Regions from separate parts of the Mus musculus genome. Here region 1 is linked to region 2. The links are chromatin contacts, called in public HiChIP or PLAC-seq maps. All regions are on one chromosome and are shown on one strand. Each heading gives the region's core, a stretch centred on a gene start, on an enhancer-like site or on the middle of the called end of the contact. The rest is flanking DNA. Distances are from core to core; before and after follow the strand shown.

Region 1 (3,128 bases), core at 483-2,982, 380 kb after region 2:
GAGACTTTAAAATAATGAGCATTCTCTATATGCTGACTGTCATTTTTCTGTAGCTTTGAAAGTTTTCAAAATATGAACATTGCATGGAGCCAGGTTCACACAGTAGAGCATGCTGACAATCCCAGCCCTCAGAAGGCAGTGGTGGGAGGATTTTGAGTTCCACAACAGTCTATGTTACATAACAAGCTCAGAGCCATCTTGGGTGGCATAGTGACACTGGCTTTATAAACCTAAGGGCTGGAGATGTAGCGAGGGGCTAGAGCACCCTCCCAGCATGTGTGAGGCCCTGGCAGAGCCTCAGGGCACAGAGTTGTAGGGTGAACGGCTCTGACACAACCCATAGACTCACAGAAGCAGTGACACATAGCACATGCACCAGCCTGGGGTCTAGCGTGTCATGCCGTCGTCCCTCATTTGGGCTCTGGGTCAAAGTCTTTACTGATGTGTGAGTCTTTCTCCTACTGCCCAGGCGTATGCCAGCCAACCACACAGAGCCCATCCGTTTGCCAACTGTGTCTCCAGTTATTGCCTTGGAGTTTTTCACGAGCTCAAATGTAAGGGTTAGCACATGTAGCAGATGAAAGCACAGAGTGCCCGGTGAGTTAGAACTTCAAATGAGAAAATTACTTTGAATTTTAAGAAGGTGTTCAATGCTTCAATGGGACATAATTCTATTAAAGATTGATCATTGTTAATATTAAATTTAAATATAATTTGGTATTCTGTATATAACCTATTAGTAGTTGACCTGTGATTCAGTATCCTACACGAGAGACCATGGTTCCCTATGAAGACTGAATTTTAGGAGCAAAATAGAGTATTAGACATCTCTGCCCCTCCCCTGCAACACACAAACATACATACACCCAGAGGTTTGCTAACTGCAGTGACCCTGGATCTTCTGTTTTCTAGCAGTTAACTGAACAGGAAGGGATGGGCAGATACAGGGAGGAAAAATGCCTTAGAGACTTACCAAGGCTGGGGTTGACCTTTGCCCACCTACACACATAGATGTGCAGGGCTGCTGCACAGCCTTTCATACAGCCAATGACTGCATGGCGCAGACGAGGAGCTGATCTGGTAGTTTCGATCCTAGCTTTCCTCCTCACTGTGTGCACTCTCCTCACCTGTATAATCTAGAAGACAACCGTACCCTTCTGATAGAGGATTAATAGGTCAATATTTGCTAAGTGCTGGGGATGGTGTCCAGTGCATGGTCAGCCCTGTATAAGTATTTGTCCAATAAACAATCTATTGATAGAGAATGTTCAGATTTCTATGGGGTAGGCCTATTAGTCTAAGATTCCCCAGGACCTTAAGTAGCTCTGACTTGGTGGGGGGCGGGGCCCAGACTTTGGTAACCTTGCGCAGACTCCATTCTATGGGTCCATTTCTTTCTGAGTTCTTGGAGTGAAGGAAGTCTCAGAAGTGATATACAGGCAGGAAGGGTGGCAGCCTGCAAGAGTGACTCTATCCCCGTGACACAGCTGGTTATTTGTTATTGGTGCTTAGGGTAGAGATGTTGAGTACTAAGAAGTCTTAGTGTGGTCTGCTTTGGGAACAGCGCTTGACCTATTCCATTACTGTGACACTGTATTTGTAGTGTTCTCTTCTGATCTCCGACGCCTCTGTTCTCCCACTCGGAGCCTCATTTCTTTCCCTTTACATAGCTTTATGTCTTGTCTCACGATTCCACCCCCCCCCCCCTGCTCTCATTTAAATTCCTTCATCCACTTTTGGTTTCGAAAAGGAAACCATCACTCACAGAGTGTCTGGTGTTACAGTGGTGGGAGAGGTTGGCTGGCACCTCAGCCAGCCACACAAGAAAACATTCCTGAGCCTGGTCATCTCCGAGGAGACGAGACTCCAGATGCTGGCACAGGGTGCTGCAGTGACTCACAGTAATAGTTCTCCGGAGCAGATTTCCAAAAGCACAATGCCAAGTCAGAGCCATGTCTCTTGTACATCCTCTCCAGTCCTTGCAGGCAAATTATATGAAACGTTAAACGATTGAGTCACAACTAGGAAAGCCAGCTGTATTATTCTCACATTGAGCCACACCAGTCCGGGATAGGCTGAGCCGTGTATCTTGATACCTGGGATCCACCTGCCACTGGCAAAGTGATTTGTGTTCTTGAACTTGACCACGTGGCAGTTTATATTATCCAAAGGCGCTAGCTAGCAAGAGCCTTTTCATCCAACAGCATCTTCCGAGTGGTCCCTTGTAGATCCCCATCAAGGCACCACGAATCTGGCCAAGCTTGTGATCACTTTTACCGACAGATTTGGCAGAGAGACACTAATGCTACCTCCCAGGCTCAGTCATAAAGGATGAGGTGGCTTTCGTCTCTGCGTGGAAGCCATGGAGACCAGAGCTGCAGTAGAAGACATCTGTCTACCTGGAGGCCCCATGATGTGACATGGCTATGTCACACATGGAGTGCCCACAGGCAGGCACGCTCACATAGCCCCCAAGGAAGGTACACAAGTGAAGAAGCCTCCAGGTGGTGAGGACCCAGATTCGGTTCTCAGCACCCACAGATCGCAAAACTAATCTAGGGGATTTATGCCTCTTCTAACACCTGTCGGCTCCTGCATAAATGTGGTTCACACACATACACTCAGACACACGGATACACGTAAGATGGATATATGTTTATAAAAAGAATCCCCAGATGGCTCCAGCCCAGCTATTAAGTCAATCCAACCTTCTGTGTCTTCCTGAGGTCTTGGACGTCGTGGAACAGAGACAGTCATCAACAGCCACCTCCTCGTGTTTGCTCCAGATTTCCAACAGACAGAATCCATGAACATGATAAAAATGGTTGCTGCTTGATTTAGCTTTGTAAGGTTTGTTATTTCACTGTACTGTGATGAGGACAGACACATTTTACCAATGACGAGCCCCACATTTGCCTTTGCTGTCTAACTTTCCTGTGCCTTTATGGCTCTTCAGTCCTTATTATTGACATATCTGTAATTTTTTTTCCCAAAAATAGTGTTACTGGGCTGGTGAGATGGCATAGTGGATATAGGTGCTTGCTGCAAAGCCCAGCAGCATGAGTTTGCTGCCTGGAATCCACTGTAGAAGTGAGAAATGACTCCAATAAGTTGTCTTTCTGTTTATT
Region 2 (3,133 bases), core at 434-2,933:
AGAGATGTAGTAAAGTGAGCAAATTTGTGCCAAAATAAAATCAAGTATGGACGTGCCTATTTGCTATGAGAACTGCCCACTGCCCACTAATCCCACTGGCCTAAGACTACACACGGCACAGACTACTTATCTGCCCCATCTTTATCTGTCCTCCTCTTTCGGGCTCCTAGTGTAGACCACCTTGTAGTGTTTGTTGTTTTTGTTACTTGGATCTACTTCCAAGTCTTACTTCTGCTGTGCTTTCTTCCTGCCACGCTGCCTTACAGCTCTGAGATGCGTCTTCCTCTTCCTGCGTTCCAGCCTTGTTTATCTCCATCTGCAGTAGGTTCAGCTGCCCAGTGTGGCCCTTGAATGGACACCACCGTTTCTGTTTCTCCCTGAGTGTCCTGATCCCGCAACCTCCGTGCATTTTGTTCTCTATCTATACTTCTTGAGTTTCTTTTCCTGTCTTTCATTAGACTTTGCATCTTTCCTCCATAGAACTCAGTATAGACACCCTCTGTGGTCCTCACGGTTTCCTTAACTGCTTAGTTTTGTTCATCTTTTGGTGCTAGGAGTTAAACCTTGGTCTTGTATGTGGTTGGCAGCAGTCTGTCATTGAGTTATACCTCAAGCCCATTTGTCATGACACGTCTTGTCTTTTTCTTTGTGATTCCTGTAAGCAGCGGTGCTTCTGTCCCTTTCCGTGTGTTTGTTTTGTTTTGTTTTTACTGAGTGTGCAGTATTGGATGAACTAAACGTACTTGTTTTGTGGAGTTAGAGCAAATATTTCAGATACCTAAAAGCACTTACTAATCTTTCCAAAGGAAGACTAGGCATATGGTAATTGTCAGAAAATTCTATGATCTTATCTTGGCTATACGTTGCCCAACAGTAGGATAGGTTATGAGAAACGGATGTTGATTTTGTCATTGGAGAAGCAGCTGGCACTGCTGTGATGTCATAAGGCTGTCACAGTGAGTCAGTGCCATGCGTGTGCTCCGGTGTTCACTGCAGCTGTGCTGGGTAGCACCTGACTATGCATACACATCCCTTTGGACTCTCATCCTGTCCATGGCTACCCCTGCTCCATGCCACCTTACTTGCCAGCAGTACTCACTATGCCATCCCCTCACTGGACCAAAGGGACCTTGCTCCATCCTTTCTCTGGGGCCTGACTGCAGAGGTTTCCCCCCCAACCCCCCGCATATTCTGTGCTTACTTGTCAGGCCAGGCTTCCCCACGACTTGGGGCTTTCCCGGGTCTTCTGTCTGTCTGGAACATGGTGTCTGCCTTTCCCGTAGCCCATCGGCATACACCTCACCATTCGTGCAGTCTTCCCAACGTTTGTGCTCCGTGTTCCATCCATTTGGGGGAGGGGGGAGTGTTATTTTTATTTTTCATAGGAGGTGGGACCTTGCCACAGCAGAATCTTCCCAAGAACACGCATCTTCTCTGCTCTATATATTCCTTTACTTAGGATGTAGTGGGTACTGGCCAGGTACTGTCGCAGAAACTCAGTTCTATACTCTGTTGAGCCTCTGCCTCACTGGGTTAACTGGAAAGGGTCAGGAGAACATTGTCTTATTTAGTTACCACATATAGAGAGTGTTTTCTAGCATATTGAAGACACTTCTTCACACTGCCAAGTAGGTCTCCCAGCTACTTATCTGTGGCTCTCCAGCTGAGAGGGGGAGGGGTTTCAGAAAGGAAGCTGAACTAGGTAAAGTTACTGGCTCTCATTTCCTGCACAGTAGGAAGGCAGCAGGGATGGGGAGGGTTGGAGGTCTCTGGTAGCTAGCTCACTGGACTCTCCTCAGTTTGTTGTTGACAGTGGTGGCCTGCCGAGGTTGGTGGAAGGAAGGCTGGCCAGCAGATGTGAGTGAGAGCTGCTATTGTGCTGCCTTGCTCTTTGCAGGCTGGGGGCCAGGCACCCTGACTACCTGCTCAGGAGTTTGTAGCCACTGTCACAACCAAATGACATCACAGGGAGATCTGATGTCCTCTTTCTACCGGGTCTGTTTATAAAGTGAAATGGCGCTCCTGTAAAAATTCACAGCTTTTACAGTCCCGGTGACCTTGAGTTGTGTAGGTCACTCTCTCTGTGCAGTAAAGCTGCTGTGAGGATTGACTGTCCTGCAGGACCTCATTCAGAAACGCTGTGAGGTCCAGTTGTCTGCATTGTCCATGCCTTTCCCAAGTAGACAGGACTCATGGTCAGCACATACCCCGACGGGCAGACAGGTTAACCTTCAAATTCAAGCTCTTTGAAGAGGTGAAGAAAGTGAGAACCAATCATATAAGAGGTAATTTGGCTTCTGAGTATCTCGGCCGGGTGGGCTTGTATAGAACAAGTTGGCCATAGGGCTTCTTGCTGTGTTGAATTTTGTTCTTCCTTCTGAAAGAGAAGCCACTGACATCAGGAACTGAAATTGCTAGAAAATACTTTTGGGAACTTAACACTACAAGGTAGAGGAAGGGTGCCTGCCAATGAAAAGGCTGCAGTGCGGTGGCTTTTCCCTTTAGAGAGGTCACTTTACTTTCTCTTCTGTCACTGAAAGCATTTCATGGGCTCCTAGAAAAATGTCACCCACCTCCGGGGTCCAGGTTTAAATCTTGGGGAAGCTGCCCTGGGTTCTGGTGGAAGACGATGCCACTGAGAAGGTAGCCAGTCACTCTGGTGACCTGACTTGTTCCCTCATGGAGCGCCTGTCTTAAACACGGCCCTAATGGCTCACAGCCATGCTAGTCTCAATTAATGAGAGTCTAGAAAGTCAGATTCAGCGTCTGTGACCTGGCTCTGCTACCCATGCACATAGCATGCCCTTAATGAGAGCGTCTGAGAGGATGTGGCTGGTCACACTGACGCTGTATATGGAAGCTGAGTCCATCTTGCTGTGGGAACTGCAACTCTGATGTTTGAGACCTAGGTGTGATTAAAGTCTGTGTGGTAACTCTTCATTCTTCCTTTCTTTCCTTTCCTTTCCATGTCAAACAGAATAAAAATTGATTTAGAGAGACTGTTTGCAGAGCCATCCTCAGGAGGAGGCCCCTTACAAACCACACACATCCGTGTCATCCATATTTTTACCCGAAGACGAGAGTGCTGACAGGCCAGAGTGCTTTGCAGTTTCCTTCTTTAGATTTCTCTGAT

Evidence for each region. HiChIP or PLAC-seq counts read pairs in DNA pulled down with a chosen protein or histone mark.
Region 1: a contact with region 2 is called in an H3K27ac HiChIP or PLAC-seq map of regulatory T cells, with 5 times the contacts expected there. The contact joins two enhancer-like sites. A contact is called at or near these places in 3 of 115 datasets of contacts at active chromatin or transcription factors (double positive thymocytes, embryonic stem cells and regulatory T cells).

The regions. Positions count from the first base shown.
Region 1 is chr3:52,675,654-52,678,781 of GRCm38.p6, forward strand. The region is part of intron 2 of Gm30235 (a long non-coding RNA gene); the gene reads left to right. Among named protein-coding and RNA genes, the nearest start is that of Gm30235, 27 kb to the left of the region's middle. Within about 2 kb of position 1,733, at least 68 of the 459 cell types and tissues checked have an H3K27ac peak or open chromatin away from gene starts, as enhancers often do. A contact at or near this core is called in regulatory T cells, where this site is marked.
Region 2 is chr3:52,297,903-52,301,035 of GRCm38.p6, forward strand. The region is part of intron 1 of Foxo1 (forkhead box O1); the gene reads left to right. Among named protein-coding and RNA genes, the nearest start is that of Foxo1, 31 kb to the left of the region's middle. Within about 2 kb of position 1,684, at least 52 of the 459 cell types and tissues checked have an H3K27ac peak or open chromatin away from gene starts, as enhancers often do. A contact at or near this core is called in regulatory T cells, where this site is marked.